2 separate regions of the Rattus norvegicus genome follow, and region 1 is linked to region 2. A link is a contact called in public Hi-C data. All regions are on one chromosome and are shown on one strand. Each heading gives the region's core, a stretch centred on a gene start, on an enhancer-like site or on the middle of the called end of the contact. The rest is flanking DNA. Distances are from core to core; before and after follow the strand shown.

Region 1 (4,616 bases), core at 1,409-3,908, 250 kb before region 2:
GACCACTGCCCTCCAGTAGGTACCGACAGACATAACTGCATGACCATCGCTGGTGGTTTCTGTTTCCTTGCTGGTCTAATCTCACTCTGGAGGTTTTAGGGTCCACTGCTTTGCCACAACACAGAAGACGAATCTGCCGTTTTGGTAGATTTGCGTGTTTGCACGAACGCAGTAAACACCGCTGAAGAACATGGCAGCAGATTCACACGGGTGGGAGAGGATACAGCGCCCGTGGAAGATGAGATTGAACTGCGTTGTTGTTTTTAGAAACAGAAGGAATCCAACCTACAGAACAGTAGTCACGGGAACAGCACCAGAGGTGCTCCTCAGAGCCGTAAGGAGGGGTGGAAATTTAGCATTAAGAGAAAACAAAAATAAAAACAAAAAACCGAAAGCTAGCAACAAACCCAGTGTTTATGGCTGCCTGCCATCGCCGTGCTTCTCAAAGTTTGCTTCTCCTCCAGCTCATGACTCTTGGTGGGCGGTAAATGTACACAGTTGGTACCGCAGAGACAGATGTACAATCAGATCCCAGTGTGAGCATATCTGTCCAGGTTTATTGCTCACCGCCGTTCGTTCAGGAAGCTGACTTAATGTCTTGTTTATTTATTGCCTTTGCTCTTTGCTGCAGCCTGCAGTGTTTGTACCTCACGCTGCCCCAGGTATTTTGGTGGGCAGGCTGCAACAGGGCTCCTTAGCAGACTCTGCTGGGCCCTGTGACCCGGTCTCAGACACCCAGACGCAGAAGCAAGCTTGTCTAGTTCTTAGGAAGCTGTCTTTTTATCTCGCTCCTCAGGGCTTTTGGTAGAAAAATAATTTACTGTAACTGATTTAATTAGCTGAATACACTTTGTATCCAGCAGCTACCCAACCCTAAAAAATGCTGATTGTTCAATATTAAATGTGGCTCTGCCTCGAATATCAAAAGGGCTGCACTCCAGAAAGACCTGCCTTTATCTATCATCAGCCCCACTCTGCTGATCATAACTTTTTCATGAGTTAACAAGTACCAAGAGAACTCTGACAGCATAATAATTCTAGATAGAAGTTACTCCCCCCATAACAGCTTATTGCTTGGGTCCGGGAGATTAATATATAGACTGTTTAAATTTGAGACTGGGTTCAGAGAAGCCTGTGAAAAACATAGCTCCTGGAGTCAAAACCTGAAAGCAGGAGCCTGTGCGTGTGCAGGTGATGGGCATGGGTTTACTGTCCTCACAATTTTTGATCACTCCAACTTTGCCACCTGTATATATGGCTTTCCCACCGCCACCTCCTCCTCCATAGATGTCAATGGGCAGACCATAGAGCTGGGCTGCCATTGGGTGTAGTATCGCAGGTGACCAGTAGGCGTCACTGTTCCATAAATGATGTCTCTTGGAGTAGTCCAGTAAAAACCTTTAAATTATATAAATGTTTTCATTTCTTCTTATTTATATTTTGAATTCTAACTATGTAATTTTAAATGTTCAAGCCAGATGAGATCAAAACTATCTTTTTACCTAAATTTCGTTATACTGATACAGTCAAGTTTTATTCAGAATTCTAGTCGGTGTTATTTTAGACAGCTCATTGCCTGCCTAATTTTAGCTACTGTAATGTTACATGGTGCCCTTTGGTATTACTTTGGTATTTAATAAACATAGGTGCATCTCAGAATCTTAGAAGCATGTTTTCGTCACTTCCTCTGTGTATTTTGTGGGTATTCTGTTTCCTCTCCTTGTGTCAAGTTGTCACAAGTTGTCTGCCAAGCTCTTGTTTTTGAAAATAATAGGCACAGATTGCCTCATACCTGGGTTCAGGAACTTTGTATGTTTTTCAAGATTTTGAACGCAGAAAAGGATAGGTGTTCATTTGGCATTCAATGCTTTTACACTAGGGCCCAGCATTAGCAATAAAACACCAGAGAAGGCCTGGGGGTGGGTAGATATTTAGACACATCACGTTCATAATTGCTCTGTTGTAACAGAGTAACATTTCTCAGGGGTGGGTAGATGTTTAGATACATCGAGTTCCTGATCACTCTGTAGTAACAGAGTAACATTGCCGGGGGAAGGAGGGGTAGTAGATGTTTAGACACATACACTACATCCATGAGAGCTCTGTAGTAACAGAGTAACATCACTGGGAAACTAGGTAGACTCATGATACCTCGTGACAGTGCGTGTTCTGTCTGAGCTCTGGGAACAGAAACATGTGCGTCTGGTGCTTGGAGTTTGTTGTTCCTTGGGGCTCATGTTGGGCGAAGCTCTTATGGTTGACAATTGATTATACGTGCTGTAACATCTTATATTTTTGGCTGTGAGCCTAGCCTTTAACGGCTGAGCCATCTCTCCAGCCCACGTGCTGTAACATCTTAAATAAATTATCCCTGTGCAGCCTCAGTGTAAAGGGGGAGAGTTGAATAGCAGACCTTTGACACCTGCTTTTGCTGTGGCTTGTGATGACTTCTGTCCCGATCTGATCCATACACAGGGTGTGACCACCTTTAAAATGACCTCTTCCTATGGGTAGGCAGGAAATCGAGTCTTGTGTCTGCTGCCAAGAAAGTCCCCAGACACGTGACTGCACATGTGGACGCTGCGGATCAGAGCTGCAGGGTGTGGCGGGAGGAGACATGGATGGTCGAGCCACTGAGGCAGCTCTGCCAGCAACAGCCTGTGGTTATGTAAGGCCTGCAGCGTCTGGCGCTGTGCTTCACTGGAGACAAGTCATGTGCTGTGCAATGCCGTTGCCTGAAATTCAGTCAGGTTGCTCTGAACGATCCGGGAGTCTGCGGGAGAGAAGCTTTGACTGCTCTGTACTAGAAAGCAGATGTTGATCAGCTGCAGACAACTGATGAGTGCTGTCTATCTGTCTGTCTGTCTGTCTGTCTGTCTGTCTGTCTGTATCTTATTATGCTCCTGAAGAGCAAAAATAAGGGTTATGTAACATAGTGGAGGGAAGCAACTCAGTCCTCCTCACTAGAGAAACTTGTCCCACATCACTCAAAAATACTTTTATGATGATTCAGCAATTAATATAACAACAACAGCAACAATTACTACTCCTACTACTACTACTACTAAAAAAGCAACACATTGGACATTAGTTTTTGGGAATTTGTGTAGACAACTACCCGTATTTTTCCCCAAGTGCATGGTCTATGAAGGAAAATTGTGATTTTAAGGAACATTAGTGAGGAAAAAATTAAATTATGAGTTCAAGTGGACTTTTTTTAAGATTTTTATTTTTATTTGTGTATGTGCACCTGCATATGCAAGTATCCACACGGGCCAGAGAGGCTGCCAGACCCCTTGGGGCCTTTGTCTTTGTGGGGCCATTTTTCTGGCTCCTCAAATAGCCTTTTAACATTGGGCAGATTTCACTTTCTTTGTGAGAGTTATGGAATTGGAACCAGTCAGAAATTAACCCTTCTTATATGGCCGAGACTCTAGACGGCATCTCTCGGAAGGAGATCTGGGGTGGTGCAGGAAGGCAGGGGTCAGTGTTGGGAGACAGAAGCCTGGGAAAGAGACTGAGGGCTCACTTATCTTCCCTGGCCTCAGGGAGAACCCCGAAGAGAGCCAACCAGAGCTCGGCTCTCCTGACCGCAGTCAGGATTTCAGCAGTCAGACCGAGGCTAATGTCTGTGAGTAGAAATCAAAGGCCCTGAAGTGCGGTGCCCAAACTCTGTTCACTCTGCTGCGTCAACAGGGATTAGCTGTTCAGTCCTGTGATTTTGGGTGGGTTCCTCCTAAACTATAACAAAACCAATGTTGTTGGATTTTTGTTTCTTTTTGGGTTTTCTTTTTTGTTTGTTTGTTTTTCTCTTGCAAAAGGTCTTTTAACTTTTCTCTTATTTGTTCAAACCTTCTCGGGATGAGAGTTTGTTGAATGCCCCTTTCTAGTCCAACCTTATCGCATGCGGATTCTGTGTATTGTTTTCTGACACACTCTAAACCAGATTATAGCAATCGGCCCTTTTCTGACTTATATGGGACGTTTGACAAACATACGTGTAATTTACTCTTCCTGCCAGCAGAATGTATGTTTGTAAGAGGTTATTCCATTGGACCAAAGGGAAGCAGGGCAGGCTTAGCCTGCTAGAGATGACAGGATATGGGTTCCAAACAGATCGCTATGTGTTTCACACAGCTGTGCAAGTAGTCCACACCCACGGCTGCGTTTTAGGGCAATGCTGATTATTGCACTTGGAATGCAGGTTCCAGAAGGTCTGCTTTTGATTTATCCAATTTTCACATGTATGCGCATGTATGTGCATGTTTGCATGAGTGTGGCGGACTCATCCTTGCATGGTGCACATGGAGGCTGGGAACTGATATCAAATCATCCCCAGCTGGTTTTTCACCTCATTCCTGACACAGGTTTCTCAGCCAGAGCCAGAGCTCTCTCTCATGAGGCTAGTCTCCCAGCATGCTCTGGGGCTCCCCTCTGCCTTCTGAGGCTGCAGTTACAGTTCACGGCTACACTCGTCCTCCCCAAGGATCCCAGGAATCCAAACTCCAGCCCATAGGCTCCCACAGAAAGCACAGCAGCTGCCGAGACACCTCCCCAGCCCCTGGTGCTTGTGCTGTGAGGCTCACATCTACTTCCTGTCTGATGTTTGCACCTTC
Region 2 (4,807 bases), core at 997-3,496:
AAGCCATCTGCAGACACAGGGAATGGATGGCCCCACCAAAGCTTGAGGGTCCCTGGAACCTTCACTTTTGAAATGATGATATACCTTCTACTGTCCTCCAACCGTCATGTGATTGTATGTCATAGTCCCTCAGGTTAAGAATCCTAATGATCTTCCCCAACGAAAAGGGCAACCTTTAAGTTCCCAGACTTTTTAAGGGACCAGACCACACATGTATAAATATCTACCGGACAGATGTGAATGAGTTGTTGTACAGAACTGCCGTCTGCAGATGTCCCGACTTCTGCTTGCACTGTGAATTTTTGAAACGACATGGCACTACACGTCCCGTACCTCACAATGACCAGCTTCGTGGGGAACAAGTATGGCGTCATCGAAGGGTACCATAGGCTATGTCAACACAGAAGGAAGAAAGCATGCACTGAAGTCTCTTAGGTAAGAAATTGAAAACCACCTATGCAGAAACTAAAAACCAAATGGCTGTTCAACCTTAGGGCAATAAATGGCGGTCAGGCTCCTAACCCTGGGGGCCTTAACACCAGGAATACACAGCTCGGGATACACAGCCTTACTTATCTCCTGCTTTTTTTTATTTCAGATGCCTCCCGAACTAATCAATAAGGGTTGCACGCATAGTGTGAGGGCCTCTTACGATGCTGCTTAGTTGGTAAGAGGAGGCCCTTGCATCCAGATCTGAGGAGAAGACCTCCACGTAGGCGCACACATATCAATGTGGAAGATTTATGAGTGCCTATCCCATTCTCAGAGCCAGTCAGCTTTATTTGACATTGATTGATAGAAATTAGGAATCAGCATCCCGGGGTTGGGGATTTACCTCAGTGGTAGAGCGCTTGCCTAGCAAGCGCAAGGCCCTGGGTTCGGTCCCCAGCTCCGATAAAAAGAAAATAAAAAAAAATAAAAATAAAAAAATAGGAATCAGCATCCCAGGTGCCCCTCCAAGATTCCCTCCAGCTCGAGTTCTACCTGGGGACCAATTACAACGCTGACCTCTACCCTAGTGTAGAGCGTGGCATACGGACCGCCTGGGCCAAATCGGTATTACTGCCTCGCTTCTTCTCTATTCCCAAGACAGGTTGGTTTTTTTTTTTTTTCTTTTCATTCTTTAATTTTTTTCCAAATCACATTTCTTTTTTTTTAAGATTTATTTATTTTTAGTTATGTGAGTGCACTGTTGCTATCTTCAGGCACATCAGAAGATCCCATTACAGATGGTTGTGAGCGACCATGTGGTTGCTGGGAATTGAATTCAGGACCTCTGGAAGAGCAGTCAGTGCTCTTAACCACTGAGCCATCTCTCTAGCCCCTAAATCACATTTCTTAAAGTTAGCATAGAATGTGTTTCACTGCGATAATTAATTTCCAGTCACCATGTTCATCCCCTCCCTTCCCCTCACCCTCCTCATTAAGATCTCTCCCTCCTCCCTTATAGTCCTCTTTGAAGTTTAATGAGCTACTCTCTCTCTCTCTCTCACACACACACACACACACACACACACACACACACACACACACATGTTCTAGTCTCCATGTCCGTGAGAAAACGCGCAATACTGGTTTTACTGAACCTGGCTTTATTTCACTTAACATAATGATCTGAGGTTTCCAAGCCGTGTTTCTGAAGCAAACACTAACCAGAGAGAGTTTACATATACAAGTTCACACACACCACCTGGTCAATATAAAACGTATTCAACACCATGTCTTTGTGGATTATGAAAAGTTTATTAAGAAAGGAAACACACACCCTTTAAAAATAACCACCTCAAGTGTATAGAAACACTCCATCTTCTACTCTTGATTTGATCAAGGCCAGGAAAGGAGATTACAGCCCCGTAATGCAGACCCATGGCTCTGAAAGAGGCAGTGCTCACTTGAGACAAGAAAATTAGAAGACGTGAGTTCTTTTCAGTGACTTCAACACTAAGCAGTTGGCCGTCAGATAGGCTGAACTTACACTACACAGCTAAAGCACATTCTGGGTTAACAAGAGTAAAATCCAGTGGCATATTTATACAGAGGTGATCACACGGTAATAGTTCAGAGACAGTCATCAGGAAATATCAAGACACAGTTCATGTTTGCAAGTGATGGACAGCTTTCAAGTTCATTTCTGATCGTCTTTAAGTAGCCCCTTCAGAGTTGCCCCTCCTGACACCCCTTGGGTCGCTTTTATCAAGGCAGTTTCATAAATATGCCCCAGATATAATGCACAGAGACATGAGTGAAGAAGTATCAGGAGATCCTCAGGTCTTGGACATGGATAAAAGTAATATAGAATGGAATTCCACTGTAGGAACACATTGGAAGGCGGTCGAAAGAGAATATCTAAGTTCTGCATCCAAATAGGGGCATGTGATGCCTGTTACTTGACTACAGTTTCTAGGGCTTTTGAGTAGCTACGGTTTAGGCACGGCTCCAAGGTGCTGCCTACACCAATTTGGATGGAGTTTGGAGCCACAGATGGCAGTCACCGTAAAGGCGCAGACCCGTTGAGTGGGCTCAGTTACAGTCTGTAAACCCAGGTGGCCGTATTCCTATCCCAAGCCCTGGCCATTTCTCCTCTTGGAAAAGTCTTGATTCATTTAATCCTCCTGAAGGAGGCTGGGGGAGGGGGGAGCTGCTCAAAGCTCACTGCTCTACAGTTTGGAAGGCACAGTCACCGTCCTGGCTCTGCGACAGATTTGAAGTGTAACATTTTGCTAAGTGAGAAGCTGTGTGCCTGCTCCTTCTCTGTTGCCCTTACTGAAGCTTCAATATTTGCAAAACATAACGTCAAAATACTCCAAATCCAGCCCAAAGCCATTTGTTTTTCATGCAACCCAATCCTTACACATCCCAGCATATAGCAAGCTTCCAGCGAAGGGCCCCATCATCGGGCTCTGCTCCTTCTCTTCACTTACAACGTTTCCCCTCTCTGGGGAGTTAAGGATATCTGATCATAACAGTAAAATCCCCCATTCTGCGCAGACGTCGTATCATGAGCTGAAACCACCCCAACTCTTGGTTGTGTTAGAAAGTAGGAACCCGCAGGCTAAAATTATTCTACCCTTTAAAATGCCCACCCACCCCCACCACCCCGTGAGTCGTTTGCAAATCATAGCGCAACTTAACTGGGCGGGGAATCTTCATTTTCTCATTGAGAAAACAAAAACAAAACCCTGCTGAGTTTGTTGGACAAAGGCATTCTGTGTGTGCTTTCAGCCGGGCTGGGTGCACAGAAACGGACTGGAGGATAGCTTCACTTTGAAAGGACAGCCCGTGACATCCTGGATCCTCTACCACATTCCTGCTTCTATAGACACTATCCCAGGTCAATGTGAATTTGGTTCCTCTTAACTGTGTGAGGCCAGAGGTCAGCTATCCACTCTGGGTTATTTTCAGTTTGTTTGTTTTCCCTTGAGACAAACTCTCTCATCATGGACCCAGAATTCAAATGCTAAATTAAAGATGGCTGTTGGGGCTGGGGATTTAGCTCAGTGGTAGAGCGCTTACCTAGGAAGCGCAAGGCCCTGAGTTCGGTCCCCCCATCTCCGAAAAAAAGAACCAAAAAAAAAAAAAAAAGAGATGGCTGTTGAGGAAGCCCCAGGGATGTGGCCTTCTCTTCCTCCACGCCACTATGCCTGGCCTTTCTATAAGGGATCAAGTTCTTACTGGAATGGCAAGGACTTAGGTTACTGAACTATCTTCAGAGCCCAGAGCTGGTTATTCTTAACAAACACTAAAGGTATCCCAGGTTGGTATCAGGAAACTTCGTGCTGTGTTCATGCAATTTTGTCTGAGATCAGTCCTTTTTTTTTTTTTTTTTCCCTTGTTTTTGTTTGGTTGGTTTTGGTTTTTTTCAAGACAAGGTTTCTCTGTCTGCTCTGGCTGTCCTAGAAACTTTCTTTGTAGACCAGGCTGGCTCTGAACTCACAGAAATCCATCTCCTTCTACCTTCCAAGTGCTGGGATTAAAGATATGTACCAGCCCCCTGCCCCACCCCCGCCCCACCCCTGTTCCTCTGATGGAATTTTACTCACCATCCTCTCTGATGGGCTGCCTTGACCCGAGTGATCGAGTGATCGAGTGATCGGGAAGCAAGTCAGAATGCAAAAAGTTTAAGCATCTGTTAATCAGGAATAAGAGTCAGTGGTGATCCCTTTCCTTCAGGTAGGGTGTGTGGATCATGAAGGACTGATTCCATTATCAGCATCATATAAAGTCCTCAAAGGCAAAAGGGTATGTGTTCTCTAGGGGGGAATTTTGTGACAGGAAAGTATATGGATAGGCAGAGTGGGGGCAAGCCTGGCTGAGCTGGGACCTGGGACTCGCTGAGACCCACAGATGCATGTCTGCCCTGGGTAGTACCAATTACATAGCAAAGCCTGTCTTAACCAGTACTGTGACTTAAGTCTAAACTGAACCTAAATGCCCTAACTGTGGACATATCACCCAAACAAGGACTTCGAGGCATTCTGTCTCTAGGTCAACTGTAAAAGTCATCATCACTAGGATTTCACAGGAAGTCCATGTGTTTGACAGGACTCACCCGTAGTTCCCAATCCCCATTAAAGGTACTTAGTGGTCAAGGGGAGATTTTTCTCAATGTATCACAGACGAGCTATTAATAGAAGTATTTCCCATGACAAATGCTCTTGTTTTTTTCTCTGAGAGTGTTTTAAACCTGAGTGTTCTTTTCTTTTCTTTTTTTGTGGTGGTTATCTTCCAGGAAAAGTAGATCTTCAGACATCTTCCCTTGTGGCTGTAATTTTTCCTAACACCAGCGGTGCTGCCTAAGAACAGCCAG

The links. A called contact is a pair of places that touch in the nucleus more often than the background predicts.
Region 1: a Hi-C map of frontal cortex shows a contact between it and region 2, with 1.7 times the contacts expected there. The contact joins two enhancer-like sites.

The regions. Positions count from the first base shown.
Region 1 is chr4:180,909,488-180,914,103 of GRCr8, reverse strand. All of the region lies in intron 37 of Itpr2 (inositol 1,4,5-trisphosphate receptor, type 2), which reads left to right. Among named protein-coding and RNA genes, the nearest start is that of Itpr2, 220 kb to the left of the region's middle. Within about 2 kb of position 2,658, at least 43 of the 93 cell types and tissues checked have an H3K27ac peak or open chromatin away from gene starts, as enhancers often do.
Region 2 is chr4:180,659,205-180,664,011 of GRCr8, reverse strand. It overlaps Sspn (sarcospan), which reads right to left. Exons shown (of 3, transcript NM_001109255.2): 3 at 1,723-4,807. Among named protein-coding and RNA genes, the nearest start is that of Sspn, 34 kb to the right of the region's middle. Within about 2 kb of position 2,246, at least 31 of the 93 cell types and tissues checked have an H3K27ac peak or open chromatin away from gene starts, as enhancers often do.